Linked DNA regions of Drosophila melanogaster: region 2 is linked to region 1. Evidence: chromatin contacts called from public Hi-C data. All regions are on one chromosome and are shown on one strand. The core of a region is the stretch at or near the end of the contact, and the rest is flanking DNA. Distances in the headings are between cores, read along the strand shown.

Region 1 (5,358 bases), core at 1,065-3,564:
TCATACAATGAAAGATAGTTTTCTAAAACCAAACGTTTGCCATCCAAATTCAATCTTGCACTTACTAACAAACAAACAAAAAACACATAATATCTGTGCACCGGCTGAGAACAGCGATTATGGCTTGCCAACGATATCTTATCAATGAAATTTCAGCACGTTACGTAGGCCAGGGCCAATTTTCGATTCGATTAGTCAGAGCCAAGAATAAGAACAGACGCGGAAAAGTAAAGCGGCCCGATCGGTTGGCACGGAAACAAATGGCGGCAAAGGTGATGGAGTAACGGAAATCATAATATAGAACTTAGGTGAAACGATTACGAGAGAAGGCTAAGAAGTCCCGCAGAAGACAGCGATGACAGCGATATTTATTTGGCCGAGCACATGTGTGTGGTTGGTAGTACAATCGGATCGAGTACGTATGTACATATATATTTTATTGAACAAGGCACAGACAAACAAACAAGGCAAGACTTTAAGGCAAAAAGGCCAATTTGTTTATGTGTTTTCCCGCCTGAACGGCGACGTAACACATTTGTGGGGTCGATTAATGGAAACACAGGAAGTTTGGGCCAAAATCGATCGGCCCTGCTCTTTGGCCATATCTCTCCTATATCTATATCTATAGCTATACTTTCTATATTTACTATATACCAACTCACCTTCTCGGCGAACTCCTCGCGCGGACGACGCGAAATCGTCGGTGTGGCACTCATGAGTTCCTTGGTCGGCGATGGTGTCATTATGGCAATTATATCTTCTGCCTCCGTCGGTTGGCTATCGCTTATGAATTGCACTTGCGGCTTTGGGTTCTAGGTTCTAGGTTCTAGTTGGAAAAACTCACTGGGAAAACCTATTCGTATTGCTTTCGTTTGGTTGCACTCTATTCCCTCGGTATTTCTTCGGGTTTTTTTTTTGCACTATTTATGCGGTAGCTTGCGTGCTGCGAAGTAAATTTAATTTATAACAACTCTTTATCAGTCGGCGAATTTGTTACGAATTATTACGTAGCCGTTGAAAAATGTCGCTGGCGTTAAACTGTTTTTGCCACCTCGATTCGCATTTTTTTTGCCTTTTTTTAATTCCCGCTGGAAGCGATGGTATTTATGCAATGGTCAGCGATTTGTGTTGATTATTAAATTTATAAATCAACAATAGTTAACTTAAAATAATAATTTACTTTAATTTAAATCCATTCCTTTACTATATTTTCTTTACAACAATAAATTTTTTTAATAAGCGATGTAACCAAATATTAAAAATTCGATTATCTCATAAAATCATAATTTTGTTAGGCGGATATCAGACTAATCACATTGAAAACGTTTGCCATATTTACTGCCAACCGGATGACTGGAAAGTGATTTACTTTAATTAAAATTTATCACATATTTATGATAAGTAAAGTCGTTAGATTTAAAAAGGAAATTGGGCCTGCGTGGGTGTATTTAAACTGGTATTTACTGTACTCGCAATCTGATTTCCATAACAGCTAAGGTAAAAAATTTAAAATAACAAAACTCTAATGAGTCTGGAAGTTTGGATCGTATGCAAAGAATGTTGTCATTGGACTATTTTTAGAAATAGACGTCACTAACAAAAACAAAAAAAGGTGAACCAGAACGCTTCCAAAAGAATGTGGTTGTTGTTGTTGTTGCTGGCGAACGTTGATTGACCCCGAATATGAGAATGAGGAAGAAGAAGTAGCAGAAGCAAAGCCGGCCGGCCAATTAATTGATTTATTCTATTCGATTTTCCACTATCTTTTACTGCATTTTTTTTTATTTGCCCCTTCCTCTCCAATTCGACCTTCAGCGTACTGCAATTCTAATTGGAATTCAATTTCAATAAGAAGAAGAGCGAAGAAGCAACAGTTTGTTGAAGGAGCCGCACGCACACACACGCACATCAGCGAAGGCGCACGCACACATGCACACATTTAAGCGCGGCTCACACGCACACCGGTTAAACTTGTTATCGGCCGCATGCAAGAACCCAAAAACTACAGCTACAACAACACAAAACTCTAGGCCAAAAACAAGTTCTGGAATATCAGCAACAACAACACCGCACTCGAGTGTTTTATTTTGAAACACGGCTTTTTCTCGCTGTTAGTTTATTGCATTTTTGTGGTAGGTAATTTAGCTAGGAGTAAAAAGCAATGCACACACTTAACACTCACACACACAAAGACAGTCACTCACTCGTTGCCGCGCAAACTAAAAACAAACGAAAGTAAATCAACGTAAAAACGAAACGAACGCGATCCGCCGACGCGCTTTTGGCTTCAGCTTTGGCTTTCAAAACACTGCGAAAAATACGAATGTTGCGGCTGTTGGCCAGTGTGAACGTAGCTGGCTAAAGTAGAAATACCAAAAGTACCAGGCACAACTGAAAAATACCAAAGTGAAACGGGATTTCGAAAGACGACTGTGTTAATACCCTTTAAAAGTAAAAGCTTATAGATATTCTTAATTATAGATGCCATATTCTATGAAACAAAAAATATGTTACGCTCCTATTTATTTCAATTAAAAAATATAAAGGATTTAAAAAAAAAATGGAACATTTATCTGTGAGAAAGCATTGAAACCAACTAAAGAAAAACATTTATTTTTTACTAATAAAATGAACGCTTGGCGTGCATCAATTCGTTTATTGTGATTGGCACTGGTAAACAAGTGATTCCGCGTAACTAACTCCCTGCGTTCGTCTGCTCCACGGCACGTATTTGCTCCTGGAGCTCCTGGATATGCTGCTCGAACTTCTGGATATCGCCGGTGATCTGCTGCAGACTGGTCAGCACGTTCTTCAGTTTCTCCCCATCGATTTGGACCTCAAGTTCGCGGATCTGCTTGGTCACGTTTCCCGTGAGGGAGACGCACTCGACCAGCTCATTGCAATTGGCGTGCAGTTGGGCCAGTAGCTTGTAGGCCCGCTTCGCGTGGAGATCATGCTTGGCGCTCTGGAAGAGCAGGTCGTCCGTGTAGTTGAACTGGCGCTGCAACTGGGCACCCACGACATTAAGCTGCTTTTGGAGTTGTCGCGTGTCATCCAGAACTTTGTAGATATCCGCTCGTTGCTTGCGTATGTTCCCGATGAATTCATGTATCCTGCGGGTGTACTCCTTGCGAGGTGCCAAGGACTGACTGGCGCTACGCAGGGTGGCATTAAGTTCGTTGTGCTGTTGGGTCTTGGCCAGAAGCTCCTGCTCCAGCTGCTCGATGCTGTTGCGAATGCCCTGGACCTCCTGAGCCTCCTTGGCGGTCTTTAGTTTCTCTAGGCTTTCCAGCAGCGGTTTCCTGTAATCCTGCCACTGCTGGGTAAGCGTGAGCCTTTTGCTTTGCGTGGATTTTAGCAGGGCCTCCAGTTTGGCCAGGTTTTCCTCGGAATCGGCGAGAACCAAGGAGGTGCGTTCGTGCAGTTTAAGCGTGGGCTGAATGCGACTGATCTCCTCTCTCGCTTTAGTTTCCCGCTGTTTCAGAGCTGCAATGGCAACAGCATGTGCTTTGCGTTCCGCTAGCAGGTTTTCGCATTGGACTCGCAACTCCTGGACTTGGTCGCTCAGTTCTTGGATGGGTGAAGGCTCCTCCTCCTTCTCCGCACTGGCGGGCGGTTTTACGGTCGGAATCAGGGGCGGCGCTGGATCCTCGCTGCTCACAAAGATAAGTGTTGAATCCGGCAATATCTGGCCCCACCTGTCCAGCTCATTCTTGTGCAGCACGGAGGCAATGAGATCCGTCGAGGTGGAGGATGTTTGCTGGAAGAGATTGGGTGCCTGTTGGTCGAGATACTGCTGCTGCTCCTTGGAACGCTCCTCGGGATTGGCGGATGGAATGTTGAGATTGATGTTTGGTCGAAATTCAATGCCCAGGCTACTGCAACCGAGTAATTTACGATTGCCCACGGACCGGGCAAACTGTGGGACCCAGGGTGTCTTCAGTTGTTGGGCGAGCTCCTTTCGGATCTTCCGCTCCAGGAGTTGCCTGTGGCTCAGGGTTTGCGACTTGCTGGCACCGTCCTCTGTGCCTTGACGCTCCCGCGGAAGTTGTTCGATGAGAAACATTAGCAGTCGCCGCAATTCCACGGCATTGGGATACAAAAAGGTCTGATAACCAATATCGCCTCGGTAACCGCTATCCTTGCAACCCTGCGCCAAGGAGCTGGCCACTCCGAAGCGCTGGGCCATCGCTCCGCCGGGGAGAGTGCGTGGAAGCTGCAAGTCTGGACGAATCTCCGCCAGACAGCCGGAGACTGCTCGCACCACCTGTTCCGGGGTGAAGTCGGACAGCTCATCCGTCGGCTCGATGGTCGCGTCCACCTGGTGCAGCTGGTGCATGATTATCTTGTCCACTTCGTCCATGATTCGCTTTATTTACTATTTATTTTCGCATTTTAATGGGAGTGTTTTTTTTGTGACCCAATTGTGACAGTCACCGCGATTCGTGAACAAGTTGGTACGGCAACGTTAGCGGGTTTCTTGAACCGATGTGGCAGCACCATTTAATTCAAAAAGTTCTTTAGGTTGTAACTAATTTGTTTGTACTAAAAATGTTATTTACAACTGCATTAAAAGCAATTACGGAATTCGGTTAACCCACCTGCCACAAAACAAATAATTATATTCAATTAGGATTGGTATTCAATATTTACTTTGAAAACATTTTTGCAGCTTTCTAAGGTTTCTTTGGACAATGTTGAAATATTAAAATAATAACTTATTTATTTCTTTAAGAATGACTAATAAGCAGGCAATCCTTATCGGAGATTAATATAAGTTTCGTCATATGCAAAGATATTCTTGTGTCACCCCATTTTATTTTTAACATTTACATTTACTGTACCCTGAAATTTTAACCCTGACACGGTGTCTTAACGTCATTATTTTATAACCAACCCTTTGCCCGTGATTGTGCGAAATACTTGCTGATATATTTTTACAGCAGACTGGGCAGAAAATCGTCTTTGCGGGCACGCAACCACAAAGTCTAATTGAATTTGGTTGGCAGCACAAAATGCGATATAAACGAGGCATTGCGGTGATTGGAAACAGTTCAGCCCTGTGGCGCACACAGAGCGAAACGGGTAGCGGTTAAGGCGTATCGGTTGGGAATCGGTTCGGTATCGGGTTGACCGATATGGAGCCGTTGTGCAACGCCAGTGAACCGCCACTTCGCCCGGAAGCGCGGAGCTCTGGCAACGGAGACTTACAGTTCCTCGGATGGAATGTGCCGCCGGATCAGATTCAATACATTCCGGAGCACTGGCTGACCCAGCTGGAACCGCCCGCGTCCATGCACTACATGCTGGGCGTCTTCTACATATTTCTCTTCTGCGCCTCGACAGTGGGTAATGGCA
Region 2 (5,481 bases), core at 977-3,476, 150 kb before region 1:
TGTCTGACCAACGATCTCTCCCGGAAGCTCGACCAGCTGCGTCAGGAGAAGTGCAAGCTGGAGCAGACACTTGAGCAGGAGCAGGAGTGCCTCGTCAACAAGCTTATGCGCAAGATTGAGAAGCTCCAGGCGGAGACGGACAACAAGCAGACCAATCTCGAGCAGCTGCGCCGCGAAATGGTCGAGTTGGAGAACACGCTTGAGCAGGAACAGGAAGCTCTTGTAAACAAGCTGTGGAAGCGCATGGACAAGCTGGAGACCGAGAAGCGTTCGCTGCAAATCAAGCTGGATCAGCCGGTTTCCGATCCGACTACGCCGCGAGACATCACAAACAACGCCCATGCCAATGGTGGCGATACGGCCACCAGTTTGAGTGCTCATATCCAGATTCTGCGCTCCGAAGTGCTTCGCTATCGCTCCGACCTGGCGAGCGCTCAGAAGGAAGCCACTATCAAAACACAGCAGTATGCGCAGGAAGAGAAGTCGATTCGCGAGGAAAACGCTCGCCTTCAGCGCAAGCTAAAGCAGGAGGTGGAGCGCCGCGAAGCCCTATGCCGGCACCTCTCCGAATCGGAATCCTCGCTGGAGATGGACGAGGAACGCTTCTACAACGAGAACCTGATGGGAGGCGGTTCGTTCGCTGTAGCGACGGCAGCAGCCGCCGCCGCAGCTTCAGCGGTGAGCGCCCAACGTCAACGCACCATCAGCAGTCCCGTCTCCCACAGTCCCTCGAGTAGCCGACCTCTAAGTCCGGGCACGGCGGTGCAAAACCGCTGCTATGCCTGCGGCCAGCTAGTGGTGAGTACGATATTGTGAAATGTTGCTTTCCAGATTTGTAAAATTAAAAATTCTTCGTTTCAGAATCGTCGTGCCAGCGAACGCTTCATAAAGCCAGCACTGCCAACGCCCATGCTGGGCCTGAACACTTCCGCACCGAACGTGCTGACCTCAACCAACCCACTGCTGGGCATTTTGGGAACCGGCAGCTCCTCATCGTCCGCGTCCGTATCAGCTGGGAATGCCGCTGGCGGCTTTCTCTCGAATCTGGGAGGCGAACGCCTAAGCCTTGGCTCGTCAAATTCGGCTGGCGGCAGTGCCACCTTCTTGGCCGGCGGTGGAGGTGGAGGTCTGCTGGCCCAGCTCACTAGCCACTCCAGCGCTTCGTCGTCGTCGTCCAATTTGATGAACATCAGCCTGAACAACTCGTCCAGCGGCAATCTTGTTAACAGCAGCAGCAACTCCTCACTGTCGGCGTTTACGCCAACCAATCCGCCCAGCTCGGCGGCCACGGCCTTTATCCAGCCAGCCAGTCCAATGGACACGTCCACCTGCAAGGACTAGGAGGATGCAGTAGCTCTCGCACAGGGATACAGAAAAATCATGACTTATTCACACACTTTCACACGAAAACACACTATATTCATAAACACGCACGCATGCAAGCAACCAGTTTAACGATCCTAAAAACATAAGAAAACACAGAAACAAAAGATGAGAAAGTAACTATCGTAAGCTTCTCCAGGGCGACTCAAAGTCGCCACATTTATATATGGTTAATATGTATATGTATGTTCTATTTGATCAAAATCTCTTAAAACCTTTCAATAACGGAATTCCTAGGCGAACGAATATTTAGCGCTAATGTTTAAGATTTGAATGTTTTTCTAATTTCGCTCGGTTCCAGTTAAAGTTAAGTAAAACACAGCTAATAATGAGATATGGAGGATATAGAGGATGAGAATGAGGATGGACAGCACACGCTAACCAGATCGTATGAATTTATAAAAAGGGTGAATTCTATTCATGTCGAAACCATTTTCCCACAATTCCTTCGCATGTGGGCCTAAAAAATTTTGAAGTATGTTTATGTAAGCCAACAAAAATAAAGTTCAACAATTTAAAATTAAATAAAAATTCGTCCAGAATTTTTTTAAATTAAATTTTGTTTAAATTCGAGGTGCAAGGTTTTCAAAATTGTAGAAAGTACAACTGTAGACACTACAATATATGAATTGTAAACATCATCTGATAGGTTTTTTTAAAATATGTTTTCAGAAATAACATTTTTTTCTTTTGACGAACCACAAGAACAAGAATTTTCGAATTTCCGTTAAATGCACGACAAATGGTGGGGCAACACTTAAAGTATCCCCTAAAACTGCCTTCATACTTCTGCCACTTGGCGTGCACACACTGGCGCGCAGCTGCAGCTAACTTCGCGTTGCAAAATGCTCTTGTGTTGTTTGTGTTTGTGATTGTAAATAAAGGCCAAACAGTCAGCGCGAAGCGTTAAGACCAAAGACTAACCTTTGGGCCAGGCCAAAAAGCGGAGTGTAACACCTCGAGCGAGAGCAAACAAAGCCGCAAAGTGTTCAATTAAAATAAGTGACTTGACTTTGATCTGAGAACCGAGAGAAAGACGGTGAAATAGGTGGGCAGGAAGTGGGAAGTCAATGATAAATGACAACAAAAAAGTGTGTATTGGCCAAAAGAAGCTCGCATTGGTAGCAACGACAGAAAACCATTTACACACACTCAAACAAACAAACACAGATGGTGCTCTTTAAACGCTGCTGCCGCTCTCCCTCTCTTTCACTCACACACATTTAACGACTGCGACGCGTCTCTTGCAAACTTTTTAAAGCGGACGCCAGCGATATTCGGTTCTCATTTCGATGTGGAACGGTAAAGAACCTGTGTCGCTTCCGCAGCCGATTCGCGAAAATAACACAAAAATAGCCATATATTATTTTTGCTCAATCAAATAAATTCCACTGCAAGTGCGTATGTGTGTGTTTGTGTACAGGAAGAGATCAGATAGATCAGAAGCAGTGCAAGAAAGAAAAGTGCAAAGCGAAAGTTTTGGTTTTGATTGTGCAGCATCCGCCATCTCGCTCTGGCAGGCGCGCGTGTAACGGTAGACGTCTCTTTCGCCAACAACAACAGCAACAACCACTCATTCCAAGGAAAGCGAAAAGTGCGCCCTTGTTTGTGTGCGTGCGTGTCTGTGTTTTATTTCCATTTCCACACAAAATCAGAAATAAATTCAATATTCGATCTTCGATTCTGAGATTTCGATTGGCCAGATGTGTTTATTAACAGATTGCGGACATCGTGTCTTATTATGGCCCTATTGAATAAACTCTTCTTTCCGTCGGCAACACCAACAACACCAGCGAATTTAGCGGCAGCGCCCACGCTGACCGCAGCGTCCGCAGCAGCAGCAGCGCTAATTAATAGCCAAACAACAACAGCAACTACAGGAACAGCAACATCAGCTACTACAACAACATTGCCGGCACGTACAGCTCACGCCTCTGCCGGCGTCGCTGCCACGGCCTCTGCTGGCAATAGTTCGTCGTCCGCAAAAGCTACAAAACAAACTTCGCGAAATTATCTAAGGTAAGTGTTTATCTTTTTAACAACAAAACTGCCTAACACCCGGTATTAGTGTATCGATAAAATGCGCGCACAACAAAGGGGGAAAATAGGTGCAGCTGCAAAATCACTCGGAAGCACATACATTCACACAAAGAGAGACGTGCGAAAAGGCGTTCTCATGATGCGTTTCACACTATACATATGTATGTATGTACATACATATACGCCCCGCCCCCTCCACCGGCACTCATGTTCCTCTCTCTTGCACCACCTGCACTTCCTCTTCCTCCTACACCCGTGCTTCGTACGCAAATTGGCAAAGAGTAAAACGAGGACGATAACCCAGCACACAAATTCGGCATGCACTAATCATCGTCACGTACGCCGCTTGCCGCCTTATTCGATAGAATCTGCCAGTCTGGCCAACATGAAAGGACGCAAATCCACAGTGAAATGGCAGTGAAAGCAAAATCTGAGGGGATTACAAAGATGCGTTTGCAGCTGCCTCGAAAACGTAACAAAGGAGGCGCATTATCTTGGTTCCTCTGTTGTTATAGCCACAGTGGGTTCTTCTTAAAGCTACCTGATCTGTTTTTGAAAGAAATTCCTATTTCAGGTGCTTGCAGTTAAGAAGGATTATTCTTCTTTTCTTACATTTTAAAAACTGGTAAAAATTCAGATTTATTAAAGTAAATACATATTTATATTGAGTCGGTTTTGTTGTTTTTAACTAAACAATGTTAATGTAAAATGTTGTAGTTTTCTACTATTTTTTGCGATTTAAATTTATATTTAATAATTTATCACAGGCGAATAATATGGTTCTTGCTGCGCTTCACTGTACTTATATCGATAACGATAGCCTGCATCACAACCAGCTCCACGAAGAAACCAACAACAAGCCCTAAATCACCCAACACCCCCAGCAGTGCATATTGGGTAGTCATGGTGGGTGCATGTGTGCGAGGAGGTGCGTTGATGTTTGGCCATTGCCGTTTCTTTCGCTCGCATGGCTCCAAACCCATCGATCGAGCTGCGCGCGCAAATAACTGTGCCCCACTATGCTCTACCTCTCCCAACGCACTACATGGCTCTCCTCTACGGCCCACAAAGCGATCGGATTGTTCTCGGCTTCATTCGTTATCGCGTCGTGTGCGATGCCCTCTCGTTCGCACTCACGCAGACGTAGGCGTACGTTGGTATACTTTTACGGGTACGTGCCGGGGGAAGGCGGCGGCAACGTCAGGCGCAAATGTAAATAAAAGCGAATCACATGACTTGCTAATCGGCGGTCGCGGCCTGCTCTCGTGATTATTATGTCATACACTTTTTGTTGTTGGCGCGGCGCATTGTTTTTGTTGCCTTTGCGCTTAATTCTCATTTCATTATTATTTATTACACTATTTACTTATGTATGCTGCTGCATACGGCTTACAATGTTTATTTTTGACACTTTTTGCTTAACTTGTGCGTGGGCTCTGATTGTGGCTTTGGTTCCTGTTGCTGTGACTGCGAGTGTGAATGGTACTGTGATTGCGGGATGCTCTGTTAACGGTTAACTGGCGGACACACCCACGTCCGCTTTTCTAGGAACGCAATATTATTGACACCTTTTATACAACTACAATATACAAGTATTTTTAATTTTTGCGAAATCAAAACGGATAAGTTTACAGTTCTGCGAAAAAGTATTTATTTGTTTAGTTTTATGAAACTTCTAATGTGCATATAGTTCACCAGAGAACTATCGGGTTTGAAGGTTTCGTTGAGCTTTCCCCTTATTTTATTTACAACTATGATTTTTTGTTGCTTAGTTTGGCAAACACAATACCATTGAATTTTGGAATATAAGATCCTCTAAAACGCAATTCTTTTTTGTATTTTTTATGTATTTAATAAAAGTTGTATTCACGTCAGTTTGATAACGATCAAAAAACGTATTTCGACAACTCACGATGATACCAAACTGTCGATATGCAAAAAAAACCTAGTGGATAACAAATTTCGGCAACCATTGTTGACAGGGCCCATAAAATGTTTCAATCGTTTTCCCATTTATTTTTGGGGCCATTAATCTGAGGGCCCCCGTTGCCTGGTTAA

The links. A called contact is a pair of places that touch in the nucleus more often than the background predicts.
Region 2: a contact with region 1 is called in a Hi-C map of the Kc167 cell line, with 1.5 times the contacts expected there. A contact is called at or near these places in 13 of 107 Hi-C or Micro-C datasets (the D17-c3 cell line, the Kc167 cell line, the ML-DmBG3-c2 cell line and 8 more).

Annotation. Positions count from the first base shown.
Region 1 is chr3L:16,862,251-16,867,608 of dm6, reverse strand. Lmpt (Limpet) reads right to left here and starts at 2,314. Exons shown (of 10, transcript NM_206388.3): 1 at 2,205-2,314; 2 at 663-1,088. The coding sequence starts at 743. It overlaps CG9951, which reads right to left and starts at 4,445. Exons shown (of 1, transcript NM_140672.3): 1 at 2,620-4,445. The coding sequence starts at 4,363. The coding sequence ends at 2,696. Rh4 (Rhodopsin 4) reads left to right here and starts at 5,092. Exons shown (of 2, transcript NM_057353.4): 1 at 5,092-5,358. The coding sequence starts at 5,139.
Region 2 is chr3L:17,009,310-17,014,790 of dm6, reverse strand. CG3764 reads left to right here and starts at 2,226. Exons shown (of 7, transcript NM_001275048.1): 1 at 2,226-3,402. The coding sequence starts at 3,125. It overlaps CG6664, which reads left to right. Exons shown (of 5, transcript NM_168710.3): 4 at 1-798; 5 at 862-1,905. The coding sequence ends at 1,341.